2 separate regions of the Mus musculus genome follow, and region 1 is linked to region 2. A link is a contact called in public HiChIP or PLAC-seq data. All regions are on one chromosome and are shown on one strand. The core of a region is the stretch at or near the end of the contact, and the rest is flanking DNA. Distances in the headings are between cores, read along the strand shown.

What was found. HiChIP or PLAC-seq counts read pairs in DNA pulled down with a chosen protein or histone mark.
Region 1: a BATF HiChIP or PLAC-seq map of CD8 T cells shows a contact between it and region 2, with 5 read pairs. The contact joins two enhancer-like sites. A contact is called at or near these places in 1 of 484 Hi-C or Micro-C datasets (cerebral cortex) and 4 of 115 datasets of contacts at active chromatin or transcription factors (CD8 T cells, fibro-adipogenic progenitors, memory CD8 T cells and 1 more).

The regions. Positions count from the first base shown.
Region 1 is chr1:138,594,730-138,598,668 of GRCm38.p6, forward strand. The region is part of intron 1 of Nek7 (NIMA (never in mitosis gene a)-related expressed kinase 7); the gene reads right to left. Among named protein-coding and RNA genes, the nearest start is that of Nek7, 23 kb to the right of the region's middle. Within about 2 kb of position 1,567, at least 73 of the 459 cell types and tissues checked have an H3K27ac peak or open chromatin away from gene starts, as enhancers often do. A contact at or near this core is called in CD8 T cells, memory CD8 T cells and pancreatic cancer cells, where this site is marked.
Region 2 is chr1:138,346,146-138,350,186 of GRCm38.p6, forward strand. No RefSeq gene overlaps it. Among named protein-coding and RNA genes, the nearest start is that of Atp6v1g3, 74 kb to the left of the region's middle. Within about 2 kb of position 2,541, at least 160 of the 459 cell types and tissues checked have an H3K27ac peak or open chromatin away from gene starts, as enhancers often do. A contact at or near this core is called in CD8 T cells, memory CD8 T cells and pancreatic cancer cells, where this site is marked.

The DNA of each region.
Region 1 (3,939 bases), core at 317-2,816, 250 kb after region 2:
ACCCAAAAGAGATCCAAGGAATAGCAACCTGTTGAAGCCTCCTCCCCCCCCCCCCCCACAACAGTTTTCAAGACTGGTTCTCAAATAGTTAGAGAGCAGGTTTTCATCCTGCAAATACCACCACATTAGCCATTGTAAAAAGAATGAATAGTCTCATGTCCAACCAAAAAAAGGCCAATTTCTGACCTTCAGAAATCTTAATATCACTTACTGAAACAGCCCCTAGGGACAAATGTCGATAGTCCAACAAGGGCTTCAGACAAAGACCCCCACCTCCTCTACTGCCCCATGCTATGATGGACTCTCCACACTAAGGCCTTTTTCAGACTGTGACATGGTGCTTCCAAGAGGGATTATGACAGCCTTACCAGCGGCGTCTGCTGTAGAGCCCTCTGACTCTCCCATAATGCCTGGCACAGTGCTTTTTCCACAATTAGCCTTCCTGGAACACAATAAGCTACTGTGGGTTACCAACTGTGTTATGTTTTGTTCAAGTAGTCTGTGAATGCGGTAAACAGAGAGTCGGCATGAGACAGAAGACATGCAGTTTTCAGTTCCTAAAATCTGGAAAACAGGGGCAATGTTCAAAGCAGAAACTTAAAATCCCAGCAATGCCTTCTTTCAGATTACTTAATTATTGGTAATACATAGTGAAATTAAATGTTCCAGGCCTGGCAAAAAGATTGATTTAAGAAAAACAACTTCAAATTTTGATCTCAAATCCATGTAATTAGTCTATAATAGGAAAGCAATTATATAAAATAATCTGTCTCTCTCCTCCCTTTTCCTTTTTATTAAGCATATACATCCGTGCTATGTGACCACTTCACATCCTAACAGGTGAAAGCAGGCTTTTCTATCTAGATACACAGGCTAAAACAGGGCTACTTGTTTCTCAGCGTAAGAGTTAAAAAGAGGAAAATCCTAAGTGGTCGTGAAATGTTGATGTATGTCGATGTGTAGGTTCATAAATGAGAGCTATCACTCACTACGTGTATCTCTAATTTTTCAGGGATTTAGTCTTTCAGCTAAAACTGTTCATTACACAAAACTTTCTAGAAGCCGATCGTTCTGACAGTCTCTACTGACCTGTCACACTTGTTTACCTTTTAATTATTTCACCCTATTTCTATGAGAAGAGATCAACCCACCTATATTTGGCTCAGCATATTAAACATGTAAAACCATTTTCAATGCACGCTTATTGCGTTTACATGAGAAGAGAAAGGCAGCGATGCTAAAGCATTTGATGAACTGACAAAGTGTAATGAGTTCTCTCCATCAACCACTTACCCTTCACTGTCCTTTCTAAGGAAGTGTCTGCTTTACTAGAACTTAATTATTTATAGCACACACTCAAAACAAATGTCCCAACCCTGGCAGCAAGAAGATGAGTCAGAAGAGCTGACATTTTAAATGTTAGTAAATTACATTCTCAATGTAAATTATGGGTTAGTCAGTGGGCAAAATAAATTGTCAAGTGATTATTTCTCATGCAAGGCAGTGGATGAGACCTAAGAATCCTACAATCTTGGGAGTTTCCGGCCCCACATTTGCAGCTGTTCTGCTCCTTGGCAGCCCCAGTGTTACTCACAAAGGAACACTGTTGAGGGAGAAGGCAGGAGCTGAGACAGAGCAGAGACTCCATCAAGTCAGATGTCTGGCCATTCTCTCTGAACCCGAGTTACCTCAGTAGCAACTAAAGCTACTGGATAATGTGGCCTCCAGTCCTTTCTAGTCGTTACATCCTGCCCTATTTTAACTTTGTCATGAATAATAACTTGTGTCACACCACTTCAGTGTACTGACATTCTGAGTCAGGCTGGGATATAGAGGTAATGTGGTTTAGTTTCCACCCAGAGTACAGCCTTCAAAGCGATGTGTGGTTCATTCCAAAGGTACCCCCTCAGTTAATTTTTTCTGTGAAAAAGAAAATTATTGGTTAATTTGAACTGTAAGATGTCATGAAGAATAAAGTTTTATTTGCTTAGTACAACATACTAAACATATGGTTGACCTCACAAGAAAAAAAAATTAATGTTTAGTTTTAACTCCATTTGTTAGGTTTTTTTTTTCCTAAACTATTTAAAGGTAACACAGATCTCTAAACTTTCAAGTTATAATTAGTTATCTCAGCAAACACAGGCAGTGCCATATATTTTAAGTTACTGAGCAAAGTGTGAGAAACAGATCTTCTCAATGGAAACACTGGTCCCTTCCACAAACGCCCCCATACTTCTCTTACATCAGCACGAAGCCCATCAGTAGGCATGTGTATTTGAAGCATCACTCAGACAGTTTTCCAGACAGTTTTCCTACTGTAAGTCAACACTAAAAATCTGTGCACCATAAGCCTATTGTTAATTCACACAAATATTTTCAGCAAATGGCTATATTGATGTAATTCATTCCCCATGGCTGTGAATGTTTCTTCTGAATTAAAGTGATAACTTCTTGAGTAAACCTCATGCATATTCTCATCGGGATTCTTCAATAAACAAAAACAACAGTAGCTTCTGATTAGCTCCCTATACAATTGTAATTTGGTTATAATAATTAAAGAGGGTTACAGTGTCATAATTATCGGCAAGGAAAATGTATCAAAAAAGGAAGAACTGTGTTAAGTGATAACGAGATTATGACCTCTGGCCTTGGCTCTATGGCCCCTGAGCCTATCAGGCTTGGGAGACCCTTGGCCTGTCTCAGTACCCTTCCCACACTCCCGTGCAATCCTGCATGAGACGGACAGCCCGGCCCAATCCTAGGGCAAAGTGTTATGAAGAAAACTCATCCAGTTGTGCTCATGGTCTCATGGACCTGCAGTTAAAACAGGTCTCTGTGTACATTTGCAATAAATTGGAATAATAATGTCAACATCAAGATACAAATTAAGGCATGACTGCATTACTGACGAATACCTTCTCTAGAACGTAAAAACTTTTAGGTTATTTTTGAACTGAAAAATCATATTAAAAGTAGACCCCCCCCCCAAAAAAAATCATCAAGTTGCCCTGCCACCTTGATTTTGAAGGTCTACAAACTCTTTGATGATATGTGTTCTTCCAACAAAAATACACAGACTGTTTTATACTTTTCAGAACTTTCCACAGGCGGTTTCTGAAAACATCATCACAGGAAATCATTCCAGACTCCAGATAAGAAGCTCAATGGAGAGAAGCCACAATCACATGCACAGAAAAGACACACACGCGGGCGTGCACACACACACACACACACACACACACACATGCACACACACACACACACACACACATACACACACACACACACACACACATACACACACATACACACACACACACACACACACCACACACACACACACACACACACATACACACACACACACACACACACACACACATACACACACACACACACACACACACACGCACGCACACGCGCACGCGCACACGCACACGCACACGCACATGATACACAGAAATGGAATTAACTGAACTGAGTGCACCAGAAGCCCCTTCCTGGCCAGAACTGCAGAAATCTGCATATGAACATTTTCCTCAAACTCTTCAAAGCCACAGGTCAAGGCTAGGGTTTCAAGAACTATAGACAACAGCGCCAAGACCACAGAAATTTGTGTTTAGTTCAAAACTCAACCACATCCTGGAAAGTTCCAGGTCAGCTTTAAGTGCCCAAATCCCTTCATTTTCCTGTACACCACTTCCCTTCTGCCTTAGCATTCTGTATCCTGAGAGGCAAACTCCTTCAGCGCTCACGAATCCTTTGAATATCTAGTCACTTAAGGATTATGCCATAATTAAGTTTATCTTAAGAATTCAAGACTTGTTGGATCATAAACCAAATAGAACAGCCTATCCTAAAGAACATATATTTCAATTCTGAATAGACTACTTTACAATTAAAAAAAAAAAAAAACTCACAGGAAAAAATACTTTT
Region 2 (4,041 bases), core at 1,291-3,790:
GTGACAGGTAACCATGGAGAGTCACACTCTGGGTGATCAGCAAGAATCTAGCATTTCTTTTTAATTAAAAATTAGAAAAGCCTTGAAGAAAAAGCTGAGCGTTTACTGCCGTGTGCCGCTGCTGGTCCACGGTCGCTGCTGGGTAGAGGATAGCAATGGTGTCAGAGGGAAGTGGGGACCGTTTCAAAGGGAATCCAGGAGGATACCACAATAGTCTGAAACGGGGAAAAAATGTTTATCCTTCACTCTGACAACGGACACCGGAAAGAAAGCATGGAAAGACAAAAGATCGGGAGTTCTCCTCATATTACTCTGCTATCCCCTTCAGAGTTTGAAAAATAACGTTGTACTCAATAACAATATTTTTTTTCTGCCCGTCAAATGTTAGATTTAGCGCTTTGGCATAGCATTTGCAGTTATATAAATGATCCATGTTTAGTAACCACTGATTGGATGGGGATGGGAAATGTAATAGCCAACTACAAATATTAACAATTGTTTCAGTCCTGAGAATATGCAAAGGCCCTTTAGTGTGCAAGCACCTCGCCTGCTCCGACCGAGCACTTGAGACAGCAGAGAGTCTTTCCAGTGGAGTGACTACCAGGTCCGAGAGGTGAGTGAGGAACGGTCAGCTTAGCTCAGTAGCCCACGTGTGGGGAAAAAGTAAAGAGAAATCCTGGAACATGTTTAAAGCACTCCATAATCCCCCTACTCAAAAGCACGTAAGTGAACAATCTGGATGATCAGAGTTCGTTTTTATTTTTTCCCAAACTGAAAAGAAAAGGTTATATTTTCTTTCTGCTCATATCCATCTTATTATTTTTAAATTTAATTTCAACCTGCCTCTCCCTTTCCTGTTTTTACCCAAAAGTAGAATTGTAAAAAAACATTCTGTGGTGTTATTTCTGGCCAGTATCAAGCCAGGAAGCTCTTGCAATCTTGAGGGAGTGCCTGATCCTGAGAGCTTGCCAGCCTTCCTCCAGCTAGGTGGAAGAAAACAAAGACACTCGATACTCTATGACTTCTTCCTCAGCGCTTGTGGATGCTCGCTTACTTTGGGAAGATTCACAGCAATAGCGAATGATGAGAATAAGTTGCATTAATTCACAGGCACATGCGTCCTGGTTCCCCTTCTGAAAACTAGTGGGTTGGTTTTTTTTAAGGTAAAAGTTGAATGAAGAAACAGATGTTAACTCCAAAAGTCTTTCTCCTGCAATATGTAGCAATGGGCATTCCCCATCAAACTGCTCATGGAACACTCCTTATAGCCATGCTCTTTAAAATAACCCCTCAACTTTTGAGATTTACACAAAACTAAATTTTACTCCATAGCAGTATTCTCCTCTCAAAATTCAAAAATCTAACCTCAATAAATTTAGCTTATGATTTGCTTTTGATGTAAAAGCAAGTGGGAAAATTTTAAAAACTTAAGTTCCATAAATTTCAAACATAATTTTTTTTCAGAAATTATTTTATAGCTAATAGAATTCTACTGGAGGAGGAAGGGCCATTCTCACACAGGAGCATCAGTCTCCAGTCTGAGCAACTTCACTCTGCAGGGTATTCTGTTTCACCAGTTATGTAGCTGTGTCCAGCTGTCATCCATGGTATTGACTACTTCTGTGGTTGTGATCTATTGTGGGTATATAAATATATAACATATGCATTGCTTTTTTTCTTCCTGATAGTGAATGAAATCGTTAGATTTTTTCCTGAATAAGCAGAAAACACTATACATTTTTAAACAAATCCATTAAAATAATCAGTGTCCTCCCTCCATACTGAGTGCATTTGGCATCTTGAACTACATGGCCATTTCTAGCTAATGTTAAAAGAAATATATTGAATTATTGGAAACTTAGAACTGTTTTCACCCAAATTCAATTCTGAGCATCTACAGATTGGTCAATTTGAACCCTTATGCCTATGGGTTTTTTTTTCTTTCTTCTAGTGTGTATGGACACCATTGAAATAAAAGAGAAAACTTGCAAGAATGAGCCACTTTACAACATTTCATATTTAATTAGAGAAGACGAGCCAGGAGGGCTGCTGACACGGTGCCAGAGAATATTTCTAATTGCTTTACATCTTCCTACTTCGTGATGATGTCTCCTCTAGTGGGAGAAAAAAAATAAATCAGTTAATAATTACAGGTACTACCATTTTTTTTTTCAGAAACAGTCAACACCCCTCAGTCAGCTAGCTCGGACCTCAGTGTGGTGAGCTGTGCTTAGTCTCCTGGATACTATTGTTTAGATTTTCCTCATTGATTCCCAACACTTACATAAAGTCAAACACATCAGGCCTCCTGCTGATGGAGGTTAATCTGCTCACTGTACAGATGAAGGACAGGTCACAGCGAGGCTTCTGGCCCTTACTCACTAGCTTCTCCATGAGAAGTAGAACTCAGCTCCCCCATGAACACGCTTTGCTTTTGGGTTCCTGCCATTCCCTGGGGCTGTTCGTTAGATTCCACACAGACTTCTCATGACATGACTCACACTTGACTCACAGAGTCTACAAAGAGCACAAAAGCCAGCTGACCACATCCTGCCACGCACACCCCTTTAACAGTCCCAAGCCCTCTCTTTCTAAGTCACTGCCCTGGGAAGACGGTATTATACCCAATCTGATAGGTACTTACTTCCTTGTGCTATTGCTCTGACGGTCTCAGGGCATTTTGCAAACACTCTGCATTCACCTTTACCTCACCGGAAGAAAATCCTCTTTGTGCAGGGAAAAATACATTGGTCTTAGGTAGCTTCTACTTTCTGGTTTGTCCCTAGTCTGTCTGATATGTGTTTATGTATGCTGCCTAATGTCTAAGTGTTTGGCTCATGTCTCTCACTGGAGCGGGGGAGGGGGGGTATAAGAGATACTTTACAGAAATCTTTAGCAAAGTTTTATAAGCAAAAATATCACAGAGTTCAACTGAGCCATGTGACAGACAATACTGCCAACATACCGTGTATCAAACAATATCTCTATGCTGTTTCCAACATTTATGGCAAGTATTTGTAGCATAAGGTCTCTTTTGACATATTTGCTGTTTTCAACAAATGATTATCATAACACAAACACACACACACACACTGTTCTCTGGGTCAGGGGCATGGAACAGTACATAATTTAAGATTACAGCTATGCACTAGTGTAGGTTGTAAAAGGTGATTATATTGGAAATCCAAAGCAAATAAAGTTGGGTGTTCTTTTGTTCTCTTAAATCAAGTTAAGCAAGCAGGCCAAGTACACAGTAGGATGGCAGTCATAGTATTATATGACCTCAAGGTGTATTGTTAACTCAGGGGACAGGGGCTTACTGGCCTCAACCGTACACAACACACAACTAAGGAATTCTGTGAGAGAGTAAAAGAAATAGTCTCAGAGAAGAAAAATAGGTAAAGAAATAAACCAATTGATTATCTAATACCAAATGCCCGACCCTGAAAACATATGTATACAAGTAATATTATATAGGCTGAGTAGGTTGTATTCATTTATATACATGATATATAATATTCATTTCTATATGAATATTATATGTAAATGAATATATTCATATGTAATGCATAAATATGCCAACTCTTCATCATATGCAATGATTTTAACCAGTTGTTGCATAACCTCAGTGCCTATGAAATTACTGATTTTAACTTCCTAAACCCTCTCCTGCTGAACACATCACAAAGGCTGCCTGTTAGACTTACGTGTGCCCTCTACTCCTGCACTGTAGCAAATCTGAAAAATGGATTTTCCATTGAGTATTACTGCTCTGTTTTTTTTTTTAATTCAGCCACCAGTAGAGAGATTGAAACAAATGTATAGGCTCAAAAGATCAAATAGACTATGAAGCACAGAAACCCAAGACAATATGGGCAATGAGTAATAAAATTTGAGATGTAGAGACACCACTTGGGTAGATCAAATTTTGTAAGTTCAACCCAGAAACAACCACAAGAGACTCATCAGACTTGCTAAAGGTGAGGTGTCAGCTAGTGAACACCCTCAGATCTGTTACAGACTTTTATCCCACCTTACTCA